2 separate regions of the Lactuca sativa genome follow, and region 1 is linked to region 2. A link is a contact called in public Hi-C data. All regions are on one chromosome and are shown on one strand. Each heading gives the region's core, a stretch centred on a gene start, on an enhancer-like site or on the middle of the called end of the contact. The rest is flanking DNA. Distances are from core to core; before and after follow the strand shown.

Evidence for each region. Hi-C and Micro-C count contacts between places; a contact is called where the count stands out from the background.
Region 1: a contact with region 2 is called in a Hi-C map of leaf, with 7 times the contacts expected there. The contact joins the promoter of LOC111880568 here to the promoter of LOC111880601 in region 2. A contact is called at or near these places in 2 of 4 Hi-C or Micro-C datasets (both in leaf).

The regions. Positions count from the first base shown.
Region 1 is chr5:199,072,848-199,080,105 of Lsat_Salinas_v11, forward strand. It overlaps LOC111880568 (mechanosensitive ion channel protein 10), which reads left to right and starts at 5,505. Exons shown (of 5, transcript XM_023876999.3): 1 at 5,505-5,773; 2 at 6,129-7,258. The coding sequence starts at 6,143.
Region 2 is chr5:198,777,029-198,784,038 of Lsat_Salinas_v11, forward strand. LOC111880601 (eukaryotic translation initiation factor 3 subunit C) reads left to right here and starts at 4,776. Exons shown (of 4, transcript XM_023877030.3): 1 at 4,776-4,932; 2 at 5,142-5,216; 3 at 5,398-7,010. The coding sequence starts at 5,190.

The sequences.
Region 1 (7,258 bases), core at 4,255-6,754, 300 kb after region 2:
AAAGTTGCAAAGTTGTAAAAAAATCATGGTTTATTTGTGGATTTGGTCTATCAATTAATTTAACATCCATTTATTTTACTATGATGAGTTTGGTAAAAATGACTATCTATTTACCTTTAATTTAATGTTTTAATAATTAATAGTACTTTTGGTATTAATAATCATTGTTACTATTAATTATTAACCTAAAAGAAACATAAATTTTCAGAAAAGCCATTACAAAAAAACATTTTATTTGAGAACCATTATTTTTTTTTCCAAAAAACCATTCATATTTTTTTTAGAGTTAGAAAGGTTTTGCAAGCTTACATGTACAAAGTACAAATCCTATTGAGGTGGCATTTATAATATATAATCATTCCTACCATAAGCTCTTTATTAATTTCAAATACAATATTTGAAAGTCAATACATTAGATCTTTTTTTTTCCTATTTAGACCGAAGCTCGTCACAACTTTTAGTGATGGAGCTTTAACATTTGATTTGGAGACAAAAATATAATATGTATAAAAATAGTGAGCAACCAATATTTTATATTTTTTGACCTAATATATATAACATTAAAATATAGATAATATGTATAAAAATAGTGAGCAACCAATATTTTATATTTTTTGACCTAATATATATAACATTAAAATATAGATACTACTTCTAACTCAAAAATCAGGAAGGACACAACCTCTTCCGACCCTAACAAAGGTCAGCCCATGACAACTTTTATTAAGTCAAAACAAAGCAAATGATAACCAGTATTTTGAAAACCAGACCGGACCGACCGGTTGAACTGGTTCAACCGGGAACCGGCCAGGTTACCGGTTTTTTAACACCCAAAAAACGCTTGAAAACCAAACCACATGTTTTGTTAAAAATCGGATTAAACCGGACTGGTTGAACCGGAAATAAAACCGCTTTATTGATCAAAATTTTGGTTTTCTAATATACAGGCCAATGCAGCAAGCCGACTTATAAGAGCCAACCGCTTTGAATGGGATTTTTTATTATTCTTCCAAATGCCGGTAAGGCTCCTTTAATAGAGTTCATATTCTTTTAAACTTTTTCTCCCCCGTCGACCTTTAAACTTTTTCTCCCCCGTCGACGTGAGATGCCTCAAAATGCTTCCATATTCCTCAAATATGTTTCCAATTCCTTTACACTTTTACATAACATACCTTTTAATATATTACAATCAAAAGTCCTGATTGCTTCATTGGTGAATTAAAGGTTCTCTTATAATAATATTTAGATATGAATGAAACTAATATACTTAAATTAGATTGATTAAATTTTTTCATGACCTCTCAACAGGAATTACAGTAATAACATGTTATAAGAAGAGAGTAAATGCAAGAAATTGGAAAATTACAAGGAGAACAAAGTAAAGAAAGAACCTAGAAAAAAAAGAGTTGAATAATCCAAAATCTTAAGAATAACAACTTCAATGTAATCATATATATATGGTGTTTTTGAATAATCAAATCATTATCTTTAAAGAGTTCTTTAAAAAAGGATTTAAATTTTGAAGCCAAAAGCTATAAATAAGGGAGTTAAATTACAAACAATATTAATTATAGAAATTGGCATCTTCTATATAAATAGAATGATTTGTTTCAATTGATAACATAATTGTTGAATTTAAAGATTATATAATTAAATGTAATTGTGTTTGAATTCTATTTGGGAAAGATGATGTCATCAATTTGATCTAATGGTGGAAAACATATGATTGAAATACAATCAAGGGTCCTGATTGCTTCATTGGTGAATTAAAGGTTCTCTTTTAATAATATTTAAATATATAAATTTCCATTCATATTAACATATTAAATACATATTTGTAAAAAATTCTTATAATTAAATTTTAATTTTGACATTGTCTTGCTGGACATCAATGTGAGATATTGACATGGTTATAAATTGTTGTTTTGTCGTTAATAGTTATTTTCATAAAAATATACATATAAATATACACTAATTATAAATATTATTTATCAATATTTTATATGTTCTATGCATAACATTATGACATTATGTACTAATCATTAAAAAAAAAAAAAAAAAAAAAAAAAACTATTCACCGTCCGTCCTATTACACAGATATGACATAAACAACATATTCATAATATTTGTTTCACTATTCAACCACAAAAACCTTAAACCCAAATCACCGAAAATGTTTATCCAATGAGTTAATATATATATATATATATATATATATATATATATATATATATATATATATATATATATATATATATATAACCATTCTCAAAACACTTAACAATAATAGATAAAGATAAATTTAAAAAAGGGTTTTATACAACATTAATATATAAAAAAGTACAATTAAGATGGTATTTGAATTCGAAGACAAAAAAAAATGTGTAAAAACATGTTGTGGTGGTGAAAACCACAGTTCTTTTTTATTAAGAAAATGAGACGATGGTTTATAAGATTTTTTTTATATAAATTTTCTTCCAAATTTTTCATTGCCTCATATATATTAGCAAACCAAATGTTATTGTTGATTGTGCGGTCTTTGGATAATAACAAATATGATTTAAAAAGAATACGATTCAAAAGGATATTACACTGCCACCAATCACTAACGTTACTGCCGGTGAAGTTTGAAGAACAATTCAATAACAATGAAGTGTATACATATAATGTTGTGTATACAGAAGTGTTGCACAATTAATAATGCACAATCAATCATATGTTCATGTACATGAGTAAAAGAATCCAAACTTTTCATTTTTAATTCTTATTGATTTCATTTATGTTAGTATTACTCTTATTAATAATTGTTTAGATGTAGTAAATTATTTGCACAAAAAAATAATCGCCTCTAGAAACTAATTTATAAAAGAAATTATTCGCACTCGTCGCTTTGCGTGGGTAAACGGCTAGTATATATCAACGTGTTTAGTCTTATATGCTTCAAAATGGTCTTCTTCATGAATCCTCATTTGTTGACACACCAACCCAAATTGGGTAGTAAAATAAGATAATCGTTATCTCCTAGAAGTGGCTACAACTCTTTTATTTCAAATCATTGTTCTTAAACCTTATTGGGTTGATGTTGTTAATAATGTTTGCTTTCTCATTAATTGAATGCCCTCGATTGTTTTGGACGGTAGAGTTTCATTCTTAATCATTTCTTAAAAAAATACTCCCCATCTATCTGAAGATATTTGGTAATACATGTTTTGTTTATGATACCCGACTACACATAACTAAACTAGATCCAAAGTCTTTAAAATGTATTTGTCTTTGCTATTATCAACTTCAAAAATGGAATAAGTGCTTCTATCCTACGCATAATTGGTACATCATATCCCGTGATGTTACATTCCATGAAAATCGACCCTTTTCTTGTGTATAATCCTTACAATCCAAGAGCTAATGATTATTTGTTGGTTTATACCATACATGGTCCTAAATCATCCCAGTCTCCTACCACATTCACTCGACACAATCTCAAGGTTAAACTAAGCCACTGATTGATCACATATATCAAGGCAACAACAATCTACATCAGATTCCTATATGATGCCACCTCCATGTGAGAATCCTACGAGTGATGATCCTCATGTGTCTTGTGACCCACCATTCCTGTATACAACATTTGGATCTTGATGTTCTTATTTATCTTTAAGAATTCAAGCATTCATGTATTAACATTACTTTTTTGTTTTGAGAGCCTGAAAGATTTTCTTGCATCTCGATTTCAAACAAAGGACCTAAGCCCATTAAAATATTTTTTGGGATTTTAGATCTCTCATACTCAAATAGGAATTTGTTTATCCTAATGAAAATATTGTTTGTGTATATTGAATGACTCTTGTTTGATTGAAACAAACCCTTATGAGTCTCCTAAGATTCCAAATATGAAGTTAAAAGTAGAAGATGAAGATCTTCTTGAGAATCCAAAAAGTATAGATGAATTATGGGAAAACTAAACTATCTAATGATTACACAGCCAAACATTGCTTTCTGAATACCTAAAGGGTGCTCCGGGTCATGGCATCTCAATCCGGAATCATGGTCATCATGTGATAGAAGGGTTCATATATGCCAACTATAATAGAGATCTACAAGCAGGCAGTCTACTATGTGTTGTTGCGTGTTTGTTGGAAAAAATCTTATTCCATGGAAGAATAACAAAAAAAAATAGTGTTTCGAGGTCAAATGTAGAATCTGGATACAATGTTATATTCAAGAACATTTGTGAACAGATGTGGTCGAATATGATTCTGTAATCTATTAAGTAAGGTTTACTTAATCCACACAGATGAACATATTGTATGATAATGAGACTACTACATGGAAAACAAGCATGTGCTTCATAAAAGAACTAAATACATTAAAGTGGATTGTCATTTCACTTGTGAAAAGGTGAGAGATGGAACCATCACAATTCCCCATGTTCGAACAAGAAGCCAACTAGTTGATGTCTTCACCAAACATTATTTGGTTATCATATTTCTATTATTTCTAACAAGGTGGGCATGATTAACATATATGTTCTAGCTTGATGAAGAGTGTTAGAATGTAATACTTATATTTGTTTAGCTCATGCTTTTTAGTCCATGACTGGTAGAGTTTTGCTACATTTAGAACTATAATCTCTCTCTCTCTCTCTCTCTCTCTCTCTCTCTCTATATATATATATATATATATATATATATATATATATATATATATTTCTCTCATTCATTTATACACATTCAATATAATTCCAAATTTCAATATTGTCCTTGATTTTAAAGATAACAATAACATCGACAAATGTATTAATTCTTTTTCTTACTTTTGATTTTGAGTTAACACGTCAATCATATATAACAACTGAAAAAATAAAAGGTTAATCAGGTAAATAGTCACTGTTGAAAAAAAAAAGGGTAAATTGATGTTTTTGTGCTAATAAAAAGGGGTTGAGAAAAAAAATGACAAATATAAGTGGTATCATTATCTTCTTTTTTATATAAATAAAAATGTATACTAAATCATTCATATATTTTTGTGAAATTATATGCAGGAATAAAAGCATAACGATCATTTACTTCGTTTATTATATTCTTTCGTTAAGATTAAGATTAAGATATTTGATACCAAAATATAAAAGCATAACGATCGATTGCTTCGTTTATTATATTCTTCCGTTAAGATTAAGATTAAGATATTTGATACCAAAATATTTTTATCACAATACACGATAAAAAGAAGTTTAATAAACTTGCATAAAACATGCATCACATTGTAAGCAATATACTAACTGATATTCTAATATTTTTGTCATACAAGCTGTATTCCTTTAGAAAAAAGATAGAATATAGAGAAAAAAAAAGTATTTTTACCATGTCATTATTTAACTGCTTTAACTTTTTCTTTTCAGATATCAAATCTTTTAATTTGTTTTATAAAAAACATAGATATAAATATTATCGTCAAATCAGTTGCTTTTTTATTAAAATAAAAAAAAAATTAACAAATTACTTTATATTTTTCTATATTTTGTCCTGAAAACAATTTGAAAAAGGTCAGCTTTCTCGTGTTCAAAGTTGAGCGGTACCATTTTCATGCACCTATAGATCGTCTGCTCCGATGAATCCTCTCTCCGCCGCCTGACGGCCTGAGATCTCTCCGGCCACCACCGTTTTACTCGTATTTCTTTATTCAGCGTTATCTCCAATTCAAGTTGTCATCCAGGAGTTCTTCCAGTAGCATTTGCATGTGTATGTGCTTCTCATGCTGCAAGCTTTCAGTGCATGTGAGTTCAGTTTATCTATTTCATCAACAGTTCTCTAGAAACACATTTGCTTAATTATATAACTGCTACCTTCATGCCTTTGCGTAATCACTTCTATTCAAGTTGCCCTCCCATCTATGGCTAAATGTATCGTATCGTAGAAAGTGACGTCTCTGCTGTTAATTCGCTTGTAATTCTCGTATTATTTTGTGCATGTGTGTGTGTGTTTCTGTAATGTTTCATTTGAACTTGAATTCGAGGAGGAAATCTTCGAAACAATAGCTGTTATTTGTTATGTTTAGTAGCTACAAGCCTACAAATGTTAATTTCTTGAAGGCGGATGTAGGTGACAGTTTTTATTGTAATTAATTTCTAGGTTTTTGACTACGAATGGATGGAAATGGTAAAAGCTCGAAAACAGGGGAGATCAGCATGACGGAGAACAAAAGCGGCGAAGTGGTCGTACCAATTTCCGGCGAAGAGAAATATGTGAAACGCGCTACTTTTGGAGTAACGAGAGATGCAAAACCAGGAGCAGTTAATGAGTCACCTCATAGAAAATCTGTGGATTCATATGTTATTTCAAGCCCTAACAGCAATTCGCCCAAAACCCCTAATCCTGAAACGTTATCCAGGCGAAGAACCATAGCAAGATCGATCAAATCCAAGCCCAAATCAAGGTTTGGTGAACAACCATTAATTGATCCCAATATGCTCGATGATATGCCTGAACCAGCTGGCCAGAGCTCAAACTCGTCCATGAGGATATCTGCTCGATCCTCTTCTAGAATAGCAGGCAATACTACTGCTTCTCCAACTGGTACGACAACAAGAACTTCATCCATAACTCCAAAAACTCCATTAATGGCATCACCTAAAGGTGCAGGGGCAGAAAAAGATGATGATGAGGATGAAGAAATCTACAAGAAGGTTAAAATACGAAGGCAATTAAAGCTCAAGAGGGTGAAGACGAAAGTACTACTTCAATGGGTACTACTTCTATTGCTTGTGGGTTGTTTAATTGCTAGCTTAATGATTCCCAAGTTGAAAAACTACAAGATATGGAGCGTGGAGTTATGGAAATGGTTTGTGCTTATAATTGTAAAGATCTGTGGTATGTTAGTCGTCAATTGGCTGATGCAATTCATAGTATTGCTGATAGAACTGAATTTCTTGTTGAGGAACAAGGTGTTATACTTTGTTCATGGATTAAAGAAGAGTGTTCATGTATGCCTTTGGTTGATTGGAGTTCTTACTACATGGATATGGTTGTTCAATGGCAATCATGTCAAAAGATCAAAAACTGCAACTAGGGTTTTGGATTTCTTGACATGGACTATCGTTTCCTTACTCGTGGGTTCAGTCTTGTGGCTTCTCAAGACTTTATTGATAAAGATTCTAGCAACAAATTTCCACGTCAACAATTTCTTTGATAAAATCCAAGAATCAATCTTTCTTCAGTATGTTATCCTAACCCTTTCAGGGCCTCCGATTATGGAATCATTA
Region 2 (7,010 bases), core at 3,526-6,025:
TGCGCTAGATCTTGATGGAGGAGGCGCACAAATCCCGATTCTGATGAAGATGTATAGGGATATTTGTCTGGACTATTGGTGGCCCTACATGAAGCGGGATGTGGCATGGTACGTGGAGTGGTGCTTGACCTGCAGGAAGGTCAAGGTCGAGCATCAGAGACCTCACGACAAAATGCAGCCATTGGATATCCCGCTGTGGAAATGGGAGGATATTACGATGGATTTTATCACCAAGCTTCCCAGGACCGCGCGGGGAGTGGATTCGATATGGGTCATCGTGGATCGATTGACCAAGAGCGTCCACTTTATCCCGATTCAGGAGAGCATCTCGGCCGAGAAATTGGCCGATATCTATATTAGAGAGGTGGTCGCCCAACACGGAGTGCCAGTTTCGGTGATTTCGGATAGGGATGTGCGGTTCACATCCAGGTTTTGGAAGAAATTCCACGACGAGTTGGGTACTCGTTTGCATTTCAGCACCGCCTTTCACCCGCAGACGGATGGCCAGAGCGAGTGGACCATCCAGACTCTGGAGGACATGCTGCAGGGCTTGTGTTTTAGACTTCGGAGGTAGCTGGGATACCTACCTTTCGTTGGTGGAGTTCTTGTATAATAATAGCTATCATGCAAGCATCGACCGACCTCCTTTCGAGATGTTGTATGGGAGGAGGTGCAGGACCCCGATATGTTGGGGCGAGGTTGGCTAGAGGGTCATGGGGAGCATCGAAGTAGTGCTCAAGACGACAGAGAAGATTCAGCAGGTCCGGAGCAGGCTTCAGACTGCTCAGAGTCGGCAGAAAAGTTATGCCGATAAGCGTCAATCCGAACTGGAGTTCCAGGTCGGAGATATGGTTCTCCTGAAAGTGTTACCTTGGAAAGGCGTCATTCGATTCAGGAAGCGGGGCAAGTTGGGCCCAAGGTATATTGGACCGTTTAGGGTTATAGCCCGGGTGGGAAAGGTGGCATATAGGCTGGATTTGCCAGCTGAACTCAGTCAGATACACTTTCCATGTTTCTCAGCTGTGAAAGTGCCTGGTGGACGACTCAGTAGAGGTACCCTTGGAGGACATTCAGGTTGATGGCAGCCTGAATTACATCAAGCGGCCTGTAGCGATCCTTGACCGAAAGTCGAAGGATCTGAGGAACAAAAGAGTAGAACTTGTGAAGGTGCAATGGCAGCACCGGAAGGGGTCGGAGTGGACTTGGGAGTCGGTGGATGAGATGATGGAGCACTACCTCGAGTTGTTTCAGGATCGAGCAACAGACTTCGAGGACGAAGTCTAAAATAAGTGGGGGAGATTTGTAGCACCTGGTTCTTGGTACGTGTTCTTTTTATTAAATCTTTTAATATTTTGCCTTTGTCCTTGGACTCGCCGAGTTGAAGGACCAACTCACCGAGTAGAAGCGGGATGAGGCGCATAGTTAAGTTGTGGACTCGGCGAGTCGAGTCCCGGACTCGGCGAGTAGACCCTGTTTGGGCATAAAACCTAATATGAGGGTTTGCACCCTATTTAAACACCTTAACTCGGCCTCCTTAGTCCCATTTGCTCCCAGAAGACCCCCATAGCAAACCCTAGCCGTTTTTGAAGCAATCGAAGGCTTTTGGAGTGATTTTGGTGCTTTTGTGATCCAAGGAAGGAAGGAAAAGCTTGAAGGATCAAGAGGAGGCTAGAAGGATTCAGTTTTGAGCATCATTTGCTGACTTCAGAAGGTATAAAGTCTATACCTTGCTTGCTCTTTTGATATGATAAATCCCATTTTGTGGAGTTTTAGGGCTTTTCTAAGCCATTTTGGTCACCAACCATGATTGCAAGCATGGTTTGAGGTTGATGTTTCGGATCTAGGTCCTTTAAGGGGTTACAAGGCAGAAAGGAGTGGCTTTTGCACTCAAGGAAGGCCCCATGCATTGTGAGAGCTTGTTTTAGGACCTTTTGAGCTTAAAGTCCCATGCAAGCACGTAAAGGTTGTAACTTTACGTGCTAGATCGATTGTAGAAGCATAGATCTACATTTTGATCAAGTCTTGTACATCAGAAAGCGAAGATTCAGTGAGTAGTTGTGACCAACTCGGCGAGTCCAAGGTTCTGTCCCATATCAGTTGAGGGTCATAAGGACCCAGTTGAGTGTGGAAAGGTTTTAAGGGGGTCCCAAGGAGTGACCCAACGTTCTGGACTAAGCCATTGTTCTGGAAATTCATGGGACTTGGCGAGTGCATGAACATACTCGGCGAGTCCAAGACAGTCTTCTTAAGGATGAAGATGAACTCGAAGAGTTGTTCATACAACTCGGCGAGTAAAGGGCAGGACATGAGTATCAATTGATGATGAACTCGACGAGTTGTTCATACAACTCGGCGAGTCGGGTGAGGATTCAGTCGATGTTCATTTAGAAGGAAAACTCGTCGAGTCATCGCCTAACTCGACGAGTAGAGACGGGTTTGAGGTCTAATGGAAGGATAAGGACTCGGCGAGTTGGCGAGCCAACTCGGCGAGTCAGGTCAACTAGAAGTTGACTTTGACTTTGACTTGGTTAGGGGGGGGTAAAATGGTCATTTTACCATACGAGTAGATGTCAGTTTCTGACTAAGTGTTTTGTGGGAATTTTAGCCGGAGGATTTCTGGAGCAGCAGCAACAACAGTCAGAGGATTCCCGCACAGTTCAGCAGCTACTACGAGGTGAGTTACCTTCCAGTAGCGGTGGGTCTACGACCATAATGCCGGCCCACCAGTAGGGATCGTATGCTAGATGTTTGTCTTTGTGATATTCATTTGTGTTATTACTACTTGATATGTTATATGCTAGCGTGATATGGTATATGATAGTGATAGAGTTCGGTTGTTAGGACCGAAGGGTAGGTTAGGCACCCCAGATATGCCTAACAATATGTTATGACATGTTTAGCTGCTAGCATGATTTGTTACATGAGATAGAGGTAGTAGGAGTGGGAAGAGTCCCCGAGATTCGGTTGTTAGGACCGAAGGGTAGGTCGGACATCCCAGATATGTCTGACAATAGATTATACTATTATATATGTGATAGTAGTAGTAGGGGGTGAAATAGTCCTAGAGGTTCGGTTGTTAGGACCGAAGGGTACTCAGCACCCCGGAATGGCTCGACATGGGTAGGTCGGCACCCCAAAATGGCCGTACGGGTAGGTCGGCACCCCAGAATGGCCGTACCGGGTAGGTCGGGCACCCCAAAAATGTCTGGCAGTATGTATGTGATATGATTGTATGGTATGTGGTACGATGAGGGAACTCACTAAGCTTCGTGCTTACAGTTTTCAGTTTTGGTTTCAGGTACCTCTTCAGCGAAGGGGAAGGAGCTGGCACGGTAGCGGCACATCATACACACACATATTGGTTTTCCGCATTATGAGATGTTCTGGGATTGTACTCTGACATTATTATTATTTTCATGTTTTGAGATTTCAGACTCGAGATATGTTTTATGAAATGATATGATCGGATGATGTTTTACTACAAATGTTTTACAAACCACTTACTTTAAACGAAATTTTTTGGCGTGAAAATTGGGTCGTTACATGAATGATATTTATGGTTTTTATGAATAATTAAAATGAAATTTTTGGATTGTATTTTTTGGGATGTTTCAAGTTGGTATTAGAGTTTTGGTTTGAGGAATTCAGGCACACTCCCGGGTGTGTATGAACTCAAACTTTCAAAAATTACATTTTTGGCCCAAAAAAATGTAATTTTGCATGCAAACCTTTTATCTTTTAAAACGCAAAAAAAAAAAAAAAACACTTAAAATGAAAGAATTGCTTTAAGCACTTCCATATCATAAAATAAGTATGTCTTCAGATTCAACAGACAGAAAAATAATCAAAACCATTGAATCCATGTTAAATGATTGTTGTGTTTTTGTCTCCTTTGAAACTTTTTCATCCATATTATATTAGCCTTGATTATTTCTTTTTATAATTATTTTAGAATTTATTATAACAAAATCAAATTAAATCATAGCATAACGAAAAATCAATTACAAAAAAGAGATAAAACTAATATATATATATATATATATATATATATATATATATATATATATATATATATATATATATATATATATATATAAAAGAATTAAAATAGGATCTATTTAAGTTTAATATTATACTCCCTTTTAGTTTGGATCATCGCCTGAAAATAGGATCTCTTTTGATTATATATTATGTTATTTTTATTAAACCGGTTTTAATTACATATTTTATTAGTTCCACGTGAATTACAACAAATAATTGTTTATATAGCTATCAAAAAGATTTATAAATGGAAATGTAAAATATAATTTATTATGTCAAACGAAATTGTTAAATACACCTATTTATGTACTTAATATAGAAAATCTAAGATTTTTTATAAGAAAATATGTTTTTTTGTGTTGTATAAATATGATTTTATAAAGAAAAAACATATTCGAATTTTTTTTTTGAGAAAAAATTGTAAAAAATCTAGAGTTATGATGAATTCATTATATAATTCTGAAATTTAGGCCAAAATGGTCAATTTTAGACCAAATTTATAATAAAATTTTTAAATCTGGGTTAAAAATATAAATTTTGGATTAAATTTATAATAAATTTTAAAATCTGGGTGAAAAATAATTTTTTTGAAAGTCAGACAAAGCTAAATTGAATTTGATTACTAGTTTTTAAAACTTAATCGAGTTAAAAAAAAATATAAAGAATAAATCTACGACCCTAATGAAACTTTACTGCAGTTTTCAATAATAAAGTTTAAAGTTTTATGCTGCGCGTTAAAAATTTGCTTGTTACGATTTATTTTAGTTTCCCGTCCAGATACCTCTCGCCGAATCCTGACCCAAATCAATTGGCACGCATAATTTCTCACACACTCAAAACCCTAAACCGCCGACTCCATCCGTTCCCGTGACGCTAGTTGCCGATTTGCAGGTATTGGTACCTCCATCAATCTCTCCTCTTCTTCCTGTATTTAATTAGTTACAGATCGAAACCTATGAAACATCTCGTTTATCCTATTCGTTTACCGAACGATTGGTTTTAACTCTTTCTCATAAGATTTGAATCTTGTAAATTTTAATTCTTATAACTGTCGTTTGTTTCTCTCGATTTTCTGTAAGAATTTACATATCATCGTGCAGATTTAGGTTTACTGGGATTTTCTATACGTTTGTCAGTGAGATAAGAAGATGGCGTCAAAATTTTGGAGTAATCAGGTTTGTTTTTTAGCCTTCAATGATAAATACAGATCAATTGAAACTTTATTCGTTACATTCGCGAACCAGATTATGCACAAATCAAGAGAATTTAACGGAGTTCTAACTTTCTATTTATTAAGAGCAATTGTTTAGATATGCTAAAGAGGATTCGTGTTCTAATTTTTGTCTACATCAATAGGCTGACAGCGAGACTGAGTCTGAAGTGAGTGATTATGAACAAGACGATGTTAATGAAGGACAGGAAGATGCTACCAATGCACCTGATAGGAACAAATACCTTGACACTGGGGACAGCGACAGTGATGATTCAGACATGCACAAGCGTGTTATCAAGTCTGCAAAAGACAAACGCTTTGAGGAGTTGTCTACCACCATTGATCAGATGAAGAACGCAATGAAGATCAATGATTGGGTCAACTTGCAGGAGAATTTTGACAAGATTAACAGGCAGCTTGAGAAGGTCATGAGGGTGACAGAATCCGATAGGGTCCCCAACAATTATGTCAAGGCGTTAGTGATGCTTGAAGACTTCTTGAATCAAGCCATGGCAAATAAGGAAGCAAAGAAGAAGATGAGTAGCAGCAATGCAAAGGCATTGAATGCAATGAGACAGAAGTTGAAGAAGAACAATAAGCAGTATGAGGATTTGATCAATAAATGTAGAGAAAATCCAGAAAGCTTTGAGGATCAAGAGGAAGCTGAAGAGCCTTCAGAAGATGAAGATGAAGATGATACTGGTTCAGAGATTGATGACCCAACAAAGTCAGGGACAGAGTCAGAAGGCGAGTCAGATGACAATGAACATGATGAAGACATGGATGAAAACCAACCTGGTTGGGAGAGAATGATGAACAAGAAAGATAAGCTAATGGAGAAACAGTTTAAAGATCCAAGCCAAGTGACTTGGGATATAGTCAACAAGAAGTTCAAAGAAGTTGTTGCAGCTCGTGGTAGAAAGGGGACAGGAAGGCTCGAGCTTGTTGAACAGTTGACTTTCTTGACCAAAGTGGCTAAAACTCCTGCTCAAAAGCTAGAGATCTTGTTCAGTGTTGTGTCTGCACAGTTTGATGTCAACCCAGGTCTCAGTGGACACATGCCTATAAATGTCTGGAAGAAATGTGTTCAAAACATGCTTGTGATACTTGATATCCTTGAGCAATATCCAAACATTCTTGTTGATGATTCTGTGGAGCCTGATGAGAACGAAACCCAAAAAGGAGCAGACTTTAAGGATACTATCCGCATATGGGGAAACCTAGCAGCTTTTCTTGAAAAAGTCGATGTTGAATTCTTCAAAAGTCTACAATGCATTGATCCTCACACACGTGAGTATGTAGAAAGGCTTCAAGATGAACCCTTGTTTTTTGTCCTTGCCCAAAATGTTCAGGCGTATCTTGAACGTGTTGGGGATTACAAAGCTGCAGCTAAAGTAGCTCTAAAGCTTGTTGAGCTTGTGTATTACAAACCCCAAGAAGTATATGGTGCAATGAGGAATTTGGCTGAGCAGTCAGAGGATAAAGGAGAAGAATCAGGGGCTGAAACAAAGGAGGAAAGCCGGGGCCCACCTGCTTTTGTGAACACTCCCGAGATTGTCCCTAGGAAACCTAGTTTTCCAGATAGTAGCAGGGCGTTGATGGATATTTTGGTGTCTCTTATATACAAACATGGTGATGAAAGAACCAAGGCTCGTGCAATGCTTTGTGATATTTATCACCATGCAATTCTGGATGAGTTTTCTACATCGCGTGACCTGTTGCTAATGAGTCATTTACAGGATAATGTTCAGCATAT